Regions from separate parts of the Mus musculus genome. Here region 1 is linked to region 2. Evidence: chromatin contacts called from public Hi-C data. All regions are on one chromosome and are shown on one strand. The core of a region is the stretch at or near the end of the contact, and the rest is flanking DNA. Distances in the headings are between cores, read along the strand shown. Region 1 holds the start of Il1rapl1 (interleukin 1 receptor accessory protein-like 1). Region 2 overlaps Il1rapl1 (interleukin 1 receptor accessory protein-like 1).

Evidence for each region. Hi-C and Micro-C count contacts between places; a contact is called where the count stands out from the background.
Region 1: a Hi-C map of cerebellum shows a contact between it and region 2, with 2.1 times the contacts expected there. The contact joins the promoter of Il1rapl1 here to the enhancer-like site in region 2. A contact is called at or near these places in 3 of 39 promoter capture datasets (the 3T3-L1 cell line, hippocampal neurons and second pharyngeal arch cranial neural crest), 1 of 484 Hi-C or Micro-C datasets (cerebellum) and 1 of 115 datasets of contacts at active chromatin or transcription factors (astrocytes).

Annotation. Positions count from the first base shown.
Region 1 is chrX:88,114,263-88,117,896 of GRCm38.p6, forward strand. It overlaps Il1rapl1 (interleukin 1 receptor accessory protein-like 1), which reads right to left and starts at 1,686. Exons shown (of 11, transcript NM_001160403.2): 1 at 737-1,686.
Region 2 is chrX:87,709,609-87,712,968 of GRCm38.p6, forward strand. All of the region lies in intron 2 of Il1rapl1 (interleukin 1 receptor accessory protein-like 1), which reads right to left. Among named protein-coding and RNA genes, the nearest start is that of Il1rapl1, 400 kb to the right of the region's middle. Within about 2 kb of position 1,878, at least 3 of the 459 cell types and tissues checked have an H3K27ac peak or open chromatin away from gene starts, as enhancers often do. A contact at or near this core is called in cerebellum, where this site is marked.

The DNA of each region.
Region 1 (3,634 bases), core at 436-2,935, 400 kb after region 2:
GGGTCCTAGCTTCAGCTATTTGGGGTATTGGGTAATAATTATATTATTGGACAATCAAACTTAGGAAAGAATGCACGATGGTGATATTTAAGATAATATTGCTCTATTATTCTCTATTTTACTCATCAATTTCAGTCCCTTCTTTTTTCACTCTGAATGATAATCTACCAGAATAGATAGAAAAGTAGACCACGACACTTAATAATCCCCAATAACCACAACCTGAAGAACAATTAACAATGATTATCACCTTAAAGTTTAGGAACTTGACAAGTGGGATATCCCTGGTCCCATTGCGGCTGGGAAATGCAGCAGAATGCTGCACTGAGTTGAAAACATTTCTTTTAAAGAATAAAGAGTAGCTCATTTCATTTGAAAAGGGCTCTTCAGTAAGTGCTCCTTTTACCGCTGCTGTCCCTCCAGAACACAGGAACCACAAATATTGCATCCAAACAAAGAGTGTCTATCCAGAATTAAATCCAAGACTCTCTTCCACACAAAAATAATTGGGGAGCGAGTGCTTCTTTGATTTATTTCCAGTTATACTCGGAATGCACACACACACACACACACACACACACACACACACACAACTGCAGTTATTCCATTCTGTGCCAATAACGGCCACATCACAGCCATCAATGCGATGCAGCAATCATCCAAGTCACCCATTCTCATTACAGACGCCCAAGTTTGCTCATGCCACTGATGGGTCTACATATAAAAATGACCTTACCCACAACTGTCTTCCAAATTATTCTCCTCTGGATATCAGCCGGTAAGGTAATTGCTGGTCATCACAATGCGTATTCAGAAAAATCCACGTTTTACTCCTGTGTTCTTTTTCTTGTTTTTGCTAGCAATTAATATTGTGAACAAGGTACCCATTCACAAATGCCAAGTTCACCATAAAAGCAGATAATTCCATACAGATCTTCCCTACAAGACTGTCGCCAGTTAGTTCTCAAAGTGCCCGATTGTTTAGTGACGATACAATCCAGGTGCAGAGCAGGAAAGGGGAAAAAAAAGGACTAGGAAGAAAAAAAAAAGAAGAGGCAGAATAAAAAGAGAGAGAGAGAGGGAGAGACTGAAGAAGGAGAGATCAGAAAAAGAGGGAGAAATTTTTTAAATGTGTTTTGTTTTGTTTTGGTTATTTTTTAAAGAAGGAAGGAAATCGGACGATAAGTGAATAAGTCTGTGAGCTCTACGACAAGAATCGGAGTCTTGCTTGCAAATCTTCTGGATACATGTAGCCTTTCAAATCTTCCTGGTCCCCAAGTAAAATTTCCAGATCCGGGATGCAGCCATAAGAAAGAATCCTATGTGTATTTCACAAGTATCCCGCAATAACAGATCCGACGGGGTTTTCCTTGTACAGTACTGCTATGTGAAAGCACACAACCCCTGCTGTTTGGGAAGGTGTCTCCTGGGTCCTAGCTCTCTTCAGCAGACCCCAAAAATGATTTTTCAAAAGAGAGTGGGTGGGGGGAAGCAGCTTTGCGTTTATCTTGAATGATGCTAATCCTGAGCGAAAACGACAAGCAAGCCACGAACAGCACGAGATCTTGATTAATAGCCAGAATCCACTCAAAATATCCCAAGGAAGAAGGAGCGAAAACAAGAAAGAGAAACTGCAATGCATAAATGATTCCAGTGTTTCTACAAGATCGGTTCATTTGATTGAATGCATTCTCTGGTTTGCAGCAAGTCATAAAGAGGATAGTATTACTGCCACCCAATGGATATTTTAGTACTAGCCAATCCACAGACAGCCACCGCTTTGCGAGTTTTAGTTTTCAGAAGACCCGAAGAGGAAGGACGGTAGCCTGGGAATCTTTCAGCAAGGACCCTGGAAGGAATAATGGGAATTCGTCCTTCCAGGCAAAAGTGGCCCAGCCAATTGGACATTTACCCAGGCTTGCATTAGCCACGTAGAATTGTGATTGCATTTTTCTAGGCAGCTGAAAGGTATACAGGAGCGATGCCTGATCTGACACACTCATAATAACCTCCTTTCGTCTTTTCTTTTTGAAGATTTATTATAGCTCTAGCGATCTCTCTCTCTCTCTCTCTCTCTCTCTCTTTCTCTCTCTCTCTCAATTAAAAAAGGGGGGTGGTGATGGCATAAAAACTGAGCTCAGAGTCTCAGGTGGCAAGGTGCTAATCTTTCCTGAAGGACAGTTTTTGCAAAGTGCTTCTCTCTGTATTGGTATGTAAACTGGAAATCCTTCCAGCAGTTACCTCCCAGCATGAGCTCCCTCCGTTTGGGGAAGAGCAAAATCTTCCCAGAGAGAAAGGAGTTTGGGAAAAGAATGCTTGTGGTGGGTTTCCCTTGAGGAGAGGGGGTGGGGACGGGAGTAGGGGGAGTGGGAAGAGAAACTGACAGGACAGGACTGAAAGAGGATTCTCTTCCTCAGCAGTAAAGATTTCTGTACATCTTGAGAGTTCGCTGCAGTTTTTTGAAACGGATTTGTGTTGAGGGATGAGGGACAAAAGTAGAGAGATACTTGTAGATAGATGAGGAGTTACTTACTTTAATGTGCCTTGCCTTTTTACCTTGAGATGTTACGAAACTCTTAATTCTGCTATTCCAATACTTTAATGCATGCACTTTCATTCTGGAGATGCAGTGTGAGGCCTGAGAGCCTGAGTCTCTAATAAGCTGGTCCGTGCACTATAATAATGCTGTCAGACTGCATACTGCACTTAAAGTAGCAAGCCCCTGGAGAAGTGCGCATATTTACACTGCAGCCACAGCCTTAGGTACTGACAATGGAGTAAAGTGGAAAAGAGAATTGATAAATGCCTTTCTGTCACCCTTCCTCCTTCTCCCCAAACTTCAGCTTTTTCCACCCCCTGCAATGACAAGTCTGAAAATCTTAACTTGCTCAACAAGGTTTTCCTCAAGCTTTTTAACTGGTAGACTTCACAGGATACACCAAAGGTAGAAAAGTGAGCAGGCAAGACAACCCTATACCTTGAAAACTAGGTCTTCATGTAATTTACAGAATAAAGCACAAATTGGAGGGAGATTAAATACTTGAAAAATTAGATGAAATGGGTAATTAATTGAAAGCTAGACTGAGTCAGAGCATAAGTGAGATGACCAAGAGTTGGGAAACAGAACGGGGAGGAAAATCTATATTTTGATGGAATGTCCATTAAACAACTGAAATTACAAGGCAAGGCAAGGGAAGATGTGCTAAACTGCTAGGGCATTTTCAAGACTTACCCAGTATTTCGGAAGGGCTTTAACCCAGGTTAACCTCTCTTGTGCAGGCAGCTCTCTTCCTCCCCACATGCTGCAATGGAAAAAAATCTAAAGGCAAAATCTGAAGAGAGAATGTTACCATTTCCTTCTAGTGAATGATCCATTTTACTATGTCTTGTTGCACAGTCCTTTTGCTGACCCACTTAAGGACGCCCAAAGTACTGAAGGAGGTACAATTAACACACTTAGTTGCTTCAAGCAAAGTTTAGAAGTACAAGTCTTAGACCATAGGCTCATATCTGAGATAAATTCTATTTCTACCTTGTCATAATTTTTTTCATAGGAATCACTAATCTTTCATGACCTCAATTTCTTTGTTTGTAAAAGGACCTGTGGCCAAGGTGTGGTTGAGGTCAACATGAG
Region 2 (3,360 bases), core at 628-3,127:
CACCTGCCTCTGCCTCCCGATTGCTGGGATTAAAGGCGTGTGCCATCATGCCCAGCTCTCAGGTTGAATCTTAATTAATGGATTAATCTATTGCCTCTTCTAAGGCAATAAAAAATATGACTGTTATTAAGGCATTATCACACAAGCTGGGCGTGGTGGCACACCCCTTTAATCCCAGCAATTGGGAGGCAGAGGCAGGCAGATTTCTGAGTTCGAGGCCAGCCTGGTCTACAAAGTGAGTTCCAGGACAGTCAGGGCTATACAGAGAAACCCTGTCTTGAAACAAACAAACAAACAAACAAACAAAACAACAACAACAACAAACAACAACAAAAAAACCCAAAGAACCCAAAAAAACAAAAAACAAACAAACAAACAAACAAACAATGCATTATCATACACACACATTACCTCTGGCTACCTAAACCTCTCAGCCTTCTTCCCTCGGTTATTAAAATAGGAGACCGGATTTCTCATATAGGAGGAATATGTTGACAAGTGGCGATTTTATCTTTATAGTTTCAACAAATATATGAATTGACTTTGTCAGTTATTAAAATAAGTGTGCTGAATGCCCTCTATGTGCAGATCAGGACAAGTGGTCTAATCAAGTTCAACTCTTCTGTGTCTATTTGGCTCAGCTTAATTAAAATTCAGCCCTGCTTTTGAGCAAGCCGCAGTGGTTTGGCAGACCTTCAAAGGGCTATACTGCAGCAAACAATAAAAGTGATAAAGACACACAATAACAATCAATACAATGCAAATGCTCCTTTAGCTCACAAATCAGGTAAAAAGCGTTTCCTTGATGTCTTCTTATCTGTTTTTTAATACAAAAATTACCCATCACTTTATATTTAAGTTTGCTTGGACTCCTATTAACAATGGACTGCTTCTTTATCCACTTAACAGAGCAAAAAATGCAGATAAGATAAATTTATACAATACAAATCCCTTAAGATATTTACAACTGGTCTTTTCCTAGTTGTACATGTGGTGAAAAACATGCATGAAGGATTTTTACTTGTATGAAGAAGAGAGTTCTTAATTCATCTCCCATTCACTTGTGTGGGGGAGATATATTCTTGGTGATCTTTTTTTTTTCCAGTTCATTTGGCAGACTGCCTTGGTCCCAGATTTTCTCACAAACCACCATCTGGCATTCTCACTGTCCCCCACATATAGCTCCATCAGGACCTCCTCCAAGCAGGCTGGAGAATTTCACAGCTTCAGGGCATGGGAGTATACATGAAGTTGCAGCCACTTCAGGGACGATGTCTTACTTGCCACCCCCGTATCTTTCACTGCTAGATGTTTAGGGGTAAGAAATACTTGGGCACTAGTGATCAGTAAACTAGGGAGGAGTTATTAATTCAACTCTAAATATATTTACCTTTAGCCACTGTGCATTTAAAAGGAGAGATTTAAAAACTCTGATCTGAAGCCAGTATGTTCATCTTGAAGAACTACTGTACCCAAATTTACATAGAAGAGATATCTAAACATTTCAAGATGAATGTGTTGGTTATCACTCCTACAACATCTGCGATCACATCTCTATATTATCAATGAGTGTTTTTATCAGAAAACATTGAATGTTATTTCACTGAGCTGTAAGAGAGAAAATATTTGGACAACAAAATGGGTACATGAGAGAAATAACTGTTGGAGATATTTGGTATTTGTTGCAGTTTTAATATGGTCAAATACTGTTCTTTTGTATGCACTTTGAGTTTGAGTCTAGTTCTAGATCTTTCTTCAAGAACTCATGAAATTCTTATAAAGGAATATTCATCATTGTATTAGCTTAAGTCACAAACTTCTACAGTTGAAAGAGGTTCCCTGGGATAGAGCCATCACAACTGTTCACAGATTTCTGGCCAACAGGATGGCTGGTTACAAGTCCAGGGTTTTGTGAACTGTTGCTATGGCACTATCTCGGTGCATCTTTTATCAGCTACAATGAAAGCATCTGTTTTTCAGGGTTTTTTTTTTTGCTGTGTCCATTACCAACCATTTAATTTCAAACCTTTGTAACTTCTTTTTTCCTTTGTTTATTCTAGTAAGATCATAAATGAAGGAAAGAACACTTGGAGACATCCTTAACAGATACATGATTCCTACTGTAGATGACTGATTGTCACTTTTGCATTTTATATAAAACAATCAAACACATTATAAATATTTAGGCAAACTTGTAAACACAAAAATGATTTGTTCTAAAGTAATTTTTTAGAGTGAGTGTCCATATGAAATGAATGCATAGTTTAATCAAAGATTAGTCCTTCTAATTCTCTCATCATTTCTTTGTGTAGTAAATAGTCATAAAAGAAACTTTTATTTCTAAAAAACAAAATTCTCTTTCAAATAATACATGAACAGTTAATTCAACTTTATTGTAATTCATCTTACAGTTGAATAATCATTTCTATTTAGTTATGCTAAAATTTATGCAATATAAAATGAATGTTAAGTTAAATAAATCAAGCATGCAATAATTTCAAGATATTCAATACTTTTATGTATTATTACCTTTCATTAAGTGCACATATTTGTTGATATTGTTTTTCATGTTCTGAAATATAATGTGCATATCAGGTAATAACGAAGTCTCAAAGTAAGCTCCCAGTTTTTTAGTTTGTTAGCCATTTGATTCCTGAATGTATACAGCATTAATCTGTTTTGGGCACTATTTTCAAATTTCATCAATCTTTGTTTCTTTGTTTTTCATTCCTGAGCCAAATTCTCCAGGTACTCTTTGTGCGATCATATCGATAATAAGATTACCTCATTGTATTAGAGATGAGAAATTTCTTAAAGCCAAATCAAGAATCCTATCACTGATAAAGCTTAGTAGATCTGGATAGGAGGGATTTGTCCAAAATGTGAATGAACTTAAAACACCTTGACATTCTAAATAGTTTTCTATTTCACTGAAGCAGACATGTGCTTGTTGTTTCTTTTCAGTTTATTTTCTGGAGTGTGTGTTTCTAACTTCTGGTCTTGTTGTATATTTGGACCAATATGTAACAGCAAAGCTGTAAATAGTAACAAAATGTTATTAGAGGAGAACCAAGATAGGTAGAATCAGAGGCCAGCCATAATGGCAGTGAACATCCATTGAGGACTTTCTGTATTCAAAGTTTACCAATTAGAAAGATATATGAAGCCAGGATGTCCTCAAGTAAAGACTCAAGTAAATAATGTATGTGATTGTTTTCCAAAGTTCAAACTAATAGTGAAGTTATATAAAATAAGATTTATTTTGATAATATACATATAATTTTAAAATATATATCATATATATGTGATTCAAATATATATCCATATATGTAATTTAAAATTAGTCATTTACTTTTTTCA